2 separate regions of the Mus musculus genome follow, and region 2 is linked to region 1. Evidence: chromatin contacts called from public promoter capture Hi-C data. All regions are on one chromosome and are shown on one strand. The core of a region is the stretch at or near the end of the contact, and the rest is flanking DNA. Distances in the headings are between cores, read along the strand shown.

The links. Capture Hi-C pulls out chosen DNA fragments and counts their contacts.
Region 2: a promoter capture Hi-C map of adipose tissue shows a contact between it and region 1. The contact joins two enhancer-like sites. A contact is called at or near these places in 1 of 15 datasets of contacts at CTCF or cohesin (the NIH/3T3 cell line), 6 of 484 Hi-C or Micro-C datasets (the Ba/F3 cell line, CD4 T cells, the CH12 cell line and 3 more), 1 of 115 datasets of contacts at active chromatin or transcription factors (heart atrium) and 1 of 9 other capture datasets (adipose tissue).

What each region holds. Positions count from the first base shown.
Region 1 is chr16:43,504,780-43,508,982 of GRCm38.p6, reverse strand. All of the region lies in intron 5 of Zbtb20 (zinc finger and BTB domain containing 20), which reads right to left. Among named protein-coding and RNA genes, the nearest start is that of Gm15713, 87 kb to the right of the region's middle. Within about 2 kb of position 2,447, at least 90 of the 459 cell types and tissues checked have an H3K27ac peak or open chromatin away from gene starts, as enhancers often do. A contact at or near this core is called in the CH12 cell line, adipose tissue and uterus, where this site is marked.
Region 2 is chr16:43,408,834-43,413,420 of GRCm38.p6, reverse strand. All of the region lies in intron 4 of Zbtb20 (zinc finger and BTB domain containing 20), which reads right to left. It overlaps Gm15713 (predicted gene 15713), which reads left to right. Exons shown (of 5, transcript NR_046026.1): 5 at 1,740-2,903. Among named protein-coding and RNA genes, the nearest start is that of Gm15713, 9.1 kb to the left of the region's middle. Within about 2 kb of position 2,565, at least 33 of the 459 cell types and tissues checked have an H3K27ac peak or open chromatin away from gene starts, as enhancers often do. A contact at or near this core is called in the CH12 cell line, adipose tissue and uterus, where this site is marked.

The DNA.
Region 1 (4,203 bases), core at 1,198-3,697:
TCTCTACCATGACTATAACAGAGAGCTAATGACGAACTGCACTCGAGCAGGAGCAATGAGAACTGTGAAGCTTACGAACAACAGTGCAGACCTCAGAAGATGCCTACATGAGACAACATCACATCGAGAGTGGAGATAAAGCTTTCTGGAAGTGGGAAGTGTTTCCACTACTGACTGGAGAGACTGTTCCTCAGCAGCTATGACAACACACTGAACCAGCAAGAGCACCTGGGTGTGTATCTGCAGGAGGAAAGTACAGGACCAACTGAGCAAGAGGCCAGTCCAATTCTTTTGTCACTTGCCTTTGGAAGGCTGGCTTTAAAAAAAAAAAAAAAAAAAAAAAGCCTGTACAAAAGACACATGTGTTCCTTTTCGGGTATTATAACAGGCCCACCTAGATTTAGCTTTCGATTCCAGATGAGCTCAGACATGTTCAGACTAGCACATCTTTGCTCTGTAAGCACTGAGCTGCTAGCATTTTACTGGCAAATTCGCGGATCCCTAAATTTATGCACAATAGATGCCCTTAAATCTGCAAATCTTCTGTTTCAGGCAAATTCCTCCTTGAGTTAAAAAATTTCCCCATTTACTCTGCTAGTAATAAGCCAGAAAGTTAAGGCAGGCAACTCATACAGGAAAGAAAAGTTGAATAGTACTTACCCTAAGTACAGTGTGCAAGCCTTAGAGGGCAATTCACTTTTTCTCTAGGATAGTTAGAAGGGTATCCAGGTCTGAGCTCAGCTCCTGCCCCTTTCCCTTCTGGAAAACTGAGGAGACTCACTGAAGGTGCCTCAGAGAAGAATCCCACAAACCGACAGCCTTACCTGTGGCCATTCAGAAGATTGCATTGGTGTGTATTTAAAACTATGAATAAAGTCAGAGACAGCGCATGCTCAGCAGGCAATTTAAAAATATTTATAACATTGTTGTCTCGAAAACAAATTTCCTCAAACAAAGCAAAACTCACATTTCTTACCCATGCCAAGTTTAACGTTCTGAGACAGAGCTGTTTTGGAGTTTTCCGTTGGGGGAAAAAGGTTTCTAAAAAAAATTTTTTTTTTGAGCTGAAAGAGAATAGTTCTCCCTTCCCTTTTGGGTACTCTTAAAGGGGTGGAATAAATTTCTCTTCAAGTTTCAACAAAACTCACAATTGGTTATAAAAAAAAAAGACATTGCACATTAAAGGTCCATGAAAAATAATTTCAGAACAAGTAACAAGAAGCTAAAATCTACAGGTCTGAAGGATGTAGCGGTCACCTGAGTCTTTAAGGCAGTCTTGTGTGTTGTAACACAAAAACATACACATACAATCAGAATCTAGTATGTTCAGTATGGCAAGAATAATGTATAGACCACTTTAGGCATATCGAGAGAAGTTATGCTTTTTTTTTTTCTAACTAAAATCTGAACTCTCCAAAACTAAAAAAATACATGAAATTATAGGGTAAATTCAGCAAGAATTGTCAGTATAATTGCACAGCAAGCATGGAAAGATAGCTGATCACATATTGGTCAGCTAAATTTTGAGATACATAAAATAAAAATTCGATTGAGTTAAGGTTTTAAAAGTACTAATTGCAGCAAAACTGCTCGTCTTTCTCCAGTTTGGGATTTTCTCTCTCCCTGCCTTGAATACCCTAAATACCCCATCTACCACCTATCACCAAACCCTGACCGAGCAGCGCACAGATCTCAAAGACCTTATTTAAATCTCTTACTTAATCTTAAGTCTCTGAATAGATTGCAACTCCTGCTCCACTTTCCAGTGGTGCTCAGCTGGCCTCACAAAAGCGCCACGGACATATCCTTAACTATCTCTGATGTTTTCAAGCTCAACAGAGGGTGCCAAAAAGAAAAGAAAAAAAAAATCAAAGATCGGAAAAAAAAGTTTATTAAAGTGAAAGCAGGAGCCCAGATTTGAAGAAGTTGCCTCTACTTTTATTTCCCTCACAACTCCGCACAGGTGTTTCCTACCTCACGCTGCTGTGCACGCTGCTGAGGAGGAGGGGTAAGTGAGGGTGGGGGAGTGGGCCAAGGTCTGACCAGCAGGCATCAGGAGCTGCAGCCTCCTGGGTTAATGGATGTGTTTAAAAATGGACCCCAAGCCCCCAAAAGCCTGGAATGAGGTTTCTTTTTGGCAAATGATTAAACCACTATACTGAAATAATTAAAGCTTTGTCCTTAAATAAAGCATCCGATCAACAGAACAAAAACAAAGATAAAAACTGCACACACATATGCATGCGTGCACACACTCTGACACACAGATACACAAAACTAGCGGGTGAAGGGAGAAGGAAATTAAATAAAAGAAAACAAACAGAGTCCTAACAGGCCATTCTCCAAAAAGAAATCTAAATAAAAAGTCATATGATATCTGATAGTGCAGGACACGTCGCCAAGAACCAGAGCGGATTGCCTCCAGGAAGAAAGGGCCAGTGTATTCCAGCTCAAAGAGCGTTTCTTTCTTCCTCCTCTATGTTCCCCTTTCTCCTCGACTGTTGAGTGTGTTACTCTCAGGTCAGACCTACGAAGAATCCCAGAATGACAGCTATCACCTCTCACTGTACTCTCCCAGCACAGCTAGCTGACGGGGCTGCCTGACTTGGGGGGGGGGGTACTGCTGCATTCAGCAACAGCCTCTTCCTCTTCCAGTCCTCCCTCTGTCCCTCTCAGAAAATCCTCTGGCCACCCCAAACAGCAGACAGGGAGAGAGATGAAGGGTGAGGAGAGGACACTCACACACACAAACCAAATATGCAGGTACAACAGCTGCAGTAACAAAAGGATTCAGGAGAGGGGAAAAAAAGAGAAGAAAAGAAAAAGAAACCAAGCAAAGTATGTGTGGGGGCTGGGGTGGGGAGCAAGGGCAGAAAAAAATCCCCAAGCCTCTTGCCTTTAAGCTAAAACTTTTTAAAGACTTAGTTTCTTTTATTTTTGGTGAGTGACTTTCATTTTAGGATCGTTTACAAATTCTACAAAAATATAGACTTTTGAGTGGAATTCAAGAATTTCCCGCAAGAAAACATGCAACTGTGACAAGTGACCGGCCCTAGAAATTTTGGATTTGCCCAGACTTCCCTTACTTCTAGTATCTTCCCATGAGGTCAAGTACTAGCTTGGCCACCCAGTGCCAGGCTTAATTTGAGGGTCATTACTGAAGGAGCACACACATAGACGGGTTCCCGAAAAGACCCCTTGTTATCAAGTTACTTCAAACACAAGGCATTCAGCCCTCCCAGCCAGGAGGGCTGACTAGTGAGGCGTTGCCCTCTGCCCCATAAGCACTGTGCCCTTTAGAAACACAGATAGACGTACAGTTCATACACATGGGAAAATATATGTACCTCTAGTTTTTCTTATAGTGTCCGGCCCCAGGGATAATGAATGAGTTTTATTTTTCCATAAATGGGAGGAAGAGGAGGAGAGAGTTTCTGACTCGTGGACAACTGTTGTAGTTGTTTCCCTCTGAGCCACACTTAGGTGCTCAGCCTAGTCTGCATTTTCAGGGTTTTGTGGTGGCGCTTGTAGCTATTTCCCCTCTGCTCAGTTTAGTGTCCATTATGTACCTCAAATGATTACCAAACGACACTCAAAATATAAACACATTAAGAGCAGAACTTTCAGAAAGAAAGCATTTCCCTGGGATTATAAGTTAAGGATATTAGTATAAAAATATAAAATGTACAGCATGTATTAAAAGATAAACTGTTTACTATACTTTGCTCATACAGTTCCCGTCCTGATTTCTCTTTTCTTTTGTTAGAGGATTAATTTGAAAGTGATAAGCATTCTAGAATGTTTACTACAAACACAAATTCATAGTGGAAATACATACGCATAGGCAAAACATCAAACAGAATACAAAGCTACATGGCAATCAGAATTGTTGAGAAAACCTCCGTCTAGACTACATTTTGCTTGAACTAATATATCATAGATGGGACAAGTAATGTCTCTGGGAGTTTGGTAATTTATATCATAGAAACAAAATATAAACACCTACTCCCTTACTACCTCTCCTTTATAACTGACAAGTGACACAGAGATGCCCTTTACACAGATGGATGCAAAAACTTGGGAGATCAAATGAGCTGATGTACCCCACTGGTATTTTGGGAGCTCCAATTCCATAATTAACTTTTTACCCAAAAAAGTGGCAAAAGTAGAGGATGTTCTTGCCCCTAAATCAATTATTTGATG
Region 2 (4,587 bases), core at 1,316-3,815, 96 kb after region 1:
TCCTTTCAGGAAGAACATTTTTAGGCCCCCACACAAGCCTTCACATGAAACAGGCAGGGAACACTAGCCTTCATAGATCCGATTTCCTTGTTTGGTTGCTCAAATTAAGAATCTTCAATTCTTCACAAGGCAACACACTACACTGCCATGAGATGGCTTGCTATCTATCTTCAGCTTTAATTAAAAAAAAATAACATAACAAAAGAAATAAACAGAAACAGAAAAAAAACAAAAAAAACCAAACCACTAGGTGAGACTGGTTCTCTACTCTGGTCTCTATATAACAACTGCAATATTCTCTTTAAGTGTGAACTCAGATTCTCCTACATGAATCACAATCCATTACAACTGGAATAAAATTCAAAATTTCTCCCAAGACACCTGCATTCTCTGCATGTTGACTCTTCATCTGACCACAGTTGTAACTTACTTCTCATTCAGTGACCTTTCATAACTGATATGCCTGGCTTATTTGAATCTTTTTATTTCCTACTTTTAATTTTTTCCAAAGTGATTTCCCTGTAGTTCTTCATATAGCTATATCTGATATAATTCAACAATCAGTTGAGTGTTATCTTTTTATGTGCCATCTCTGTTAGGCTACATTTTTATTATTCTTCATTTTATTCTTCAGGCTTTACATATTACCTACCCATCTCCTCTAACTAGAATGTTCCAGATGGAAGGATGTCTTGAGAGTCCTGTTCACTAGTAAATTCCTACTGTCTATAGCAGCAGAATAGTCAGAGCTCAACAAATGTTTGCTGAGTGAATGGATGAATGACAAATGATATGAGCCCAGGACAATGGCAGCATCTGCCCACTTGGATCTTCAAACATAGTTTTACAAACTTTAGAAGAAAGAGGTGCTTCCTGGGTACATTCCCATCAAAACCACTTATTTTAGTAATTAAAAGCCAGGATCGCATGGAAAATTAATGGCTAGTCTAATTTCTCATGTTAAATAAATCTTACATAATTTTGGTCTCAAATCCTGCAAGTCTAGTCAATGCTGTAGTGTTTTTGTGGTTCACAATTGTAAATGATTGATAATTAATTGAAACCCATGGATAGGCTTGAGAGTGTAACTCACTCTTTTGAGGAAGGGGGCAACTGTTTTCTTTAGATGATCAACAGAAATTGTTAATTAGAAGAGGGTAGAAATCTCTATAAATAACACTACTGAAAAACTAATTATTCTTAGTTCCTCCTGAGAGGATAGGACTTCTGCTAAGTTGTGGTAGAGGGATGGGGTTAAACTTGCCCGTGATTTTACAGTACAGGTTCACTTGATTATTATCATAGGCACCATCTCCAAAGGATGCCACAAAGGAAACTTCAAATGGGCCATAGAAGGGTAAATTCAGAGACTTGTTCTCATACTTTTAACTAGACAGTTTTAAATGATAGTTCAAGTCTGCAAGGCAGGTTCATGAGACCATATTAATTTATCCTTGCCACTATAACAAAATATCACAAGCTTAAGGTCTTAAAAATAAAGATTTTTTTTTGGGTTGTATTTGCAGCTCATTGGTAAAGCATTTGTCTAACTTGCACAAAGTGCTGTGTTCCATGTCCAGCACCACACACAAAATAAACACCCTTTCCCCCACACAACTAATAACACCTAAATCATGATCATGTCACCAACCCCTCGTTTTTTCTGGGGGACCTAAGGAAGACTTGCTTCCTTTGTCTTTCCACATTCCAAAGGCTGACTATAATCTTTGATCTTCCAGGTTCTAAAGCTGCCTATATTCCTTGGCTTAGGACTCCTCTCCGCATCTTCAAAGCAGCACCATCCCTCCTGACTCCTGCCTCTTCTGGGTGTGAACCTTGTGCCTCTTTTTATTTTAAGGACCTTTGTGACCGTTTTGGGTTTACTCAGATAATCTTGGATAATCTTCAATCCTTTAATCATATCTGCAAAGTCCCACAGTCATATCAGACAACATATTCATGGGTTCTTAAGATTCCGGTATACATTTCCTTGGAGGCCATTAATCTATAATAGGAAAGAAAATATTCTCGGTACCCAAATCTCAAGAAACTAAGTGGATAATATCATTTCTTTAAGCTCATACAATGGTAAACTACACAGACATCTTAATGTGCCATCAAAGTATTTAAATAGTTAGCAGCTTGCAACTTGCTAACCCCTCTTTTTGGCATAAGACGTAGGAATCTTAGTTTCATCTTTGGCTTGTATAGTCCTCTTTTACCATTTTACCTAGATTAAGCATGGCCTGCTTAGAGAACTCACAGTTTTCCCAGAAAAGAATTATTAATATGGTAAGTGCTTTCTGTACCCTCCTCCATCAATTCTAGGAGTAAGGCTCACATCTCTAGCCACGGGCAGGAGAGACTCCCAGTACTTTTCCAACATAACCTCCTTGAGTCTTTCCTTCAGCTAAGATAAACAACCCATCTTCACAAGCCATCCAGACTCTGCAGATGCTGCTGCAGGTGACTACACCACCAGAAGTCCCATTGCTTAGTGCCTTGCTCGCCTCCTCTCTCCTGCCACCTGAACCCGTCTCTGGTTTCCATCTCCCCAGCACTGTTTGTAGAGAACACAAACCCTGAACACGCTTGCTTTATCAGCACGTGCCCATCATAACTGCACACCATCCTTGTCCTGCTGGAAACTGTTCAGCATCCAGAGGGCCATCTTTATGCTGATAACACTAAAATATAAAATAATGCCAACAGCTGGTGCTACAAATGGCTTTTAAAAACGATGTTCATTCACTAAAATTCCTCTTGCTACTTTTGACACGAAACACGCAGTCTCTAATTATTCTGATCAAGACGGTGAAATACAAAAACAAACTTTAATTGTGTTTAACAGATATTTAATCAGGACTCACTGAACTACAGATTAAAGCTGAGATTCATAAACCATAATTACCCGATTGTCGCAATCTTTTGGTCCACATTCTCCTTCCGTCTGGGCGTCTGGCACCTTGCCCCGAATTTCTTTTACTGTCTTCTCAGCTTCGTTACTGTTCATGTTTTCCAGCAGAGATTTAGCACAGATTACAAAATATCTGTTCTTGGCAACTTTCTTCATTAGCTTTTTTTCCCTTTGCAAAAAAGTTTATTTTTTTTTTTTCTACCAGAGTAGCTGGAATAGGCACACGTTTAGGGTGCTTTGATGATACAAACTAATTATATAGTTATCAGGAGATAATGTGGTAGTGGTAACTAGTGTTACTATAGTCATCACGTAGGTATCATGCAATTTCTCTAAGTAAACCATGCGGTGTGCCCCAGCCACCATGTAATTACCTCATGTCACTGGGGCATTGTTTTATAGAAAATGCTTATCTCTCACCCTAACAAAACACTTTCTGCCACATTCGGAAAAAAATAAAAGTAGAAATCTTAGTTCTCCTTTTCAGTTCTGTTCATTCTCATTAAGATGTTGTCATGTGAATTCGGGAAACACCTGTCCTTCCTGAAAATCATGCTCTTGTGTGGAGCCAATAGAACCATTCCTGTCCTTTGCTTGGCTCTACCCAGGTAAGAGAAATGATTGCTAATAATCCATTGTCATTTTTTTTTTTAAGTAAGGAAACAAGCAAAAATCCCATTACCACCCTTGCAAAGCCACCCTATTTACTTAGGATTTGTTTGGTCTGGCACTCCCCCCTACTCTTTCCTTTCAAATCTCAGTCACTCACATTTGTTTTTCCTAGAATTATGGTGTAAATCATTCTTAACAAGCTAGTCTGAAACTTCTCAGTAGAAACTCGCTCAGAAGAAAGATGAAGCGCCACCGTGATTGAAATACAGAAAGAACTACAAACCTCAAACCCTAGTTCTTTTGGGCCAGTCTTCAGGACACCCCAAGTCTCCCTTGCTGTGTTGACCCTGTGTCACAGGGTTTGGATAACATCACAGACCACAGCAAGAGGATAAAGAGAAGGCATTGGTAAAAGAAGTAGGAGGTGGTTCCTTTATTCCCCCTAAGGGGCATGCAGGCGTGTGGAGCAAGGACAGTAGTTACTACTTATTTAGCTCTTGTTGGTGGCTTGAAGTCTGACCTCAGGAAGACCTTTCAGAGGACATCCCACCTGAGAGTTCCAGCTTAAAACAGGATGCAGTGGCTTCCTTTGCAGCACAACTTGAAAGCTAGTTTCAATTCTGCTTTTATTAGCCACCTCCCAGTTGGAGAGCTACCCAATTCAATTGCACACTTAGCTCAACTTGGGGTAAAAATCACCTTCAGATTTAGAAGGGCCAGAAAAAATTGCTATCCTGTCCTGGAGCATTGTTCTTCAATCACACAATCCCTCTAAATACAGTTGACAGCCTTTGAGATGCAAAATGCATCACTTTAATGTAGTGGAGGTCCCCTTCACTGCATTGCCAAATCTATTTAGCAGAATCTTTTTGGAATAATCTGTCCCTAGACCTGAGGATGCGCAGTGATTTTAAGCATTTTAAGCTAACGATAATGGTTAGTGCTGAGAACAGATGTACCTGGCTGTGATGTGATCTATTCCAGTAGGCTTTTATGAGCTGTTCATTCCTATTGACTTAGCATTTTATGTCTCTGCTCTTGCCTGGTGTGATGGTTGC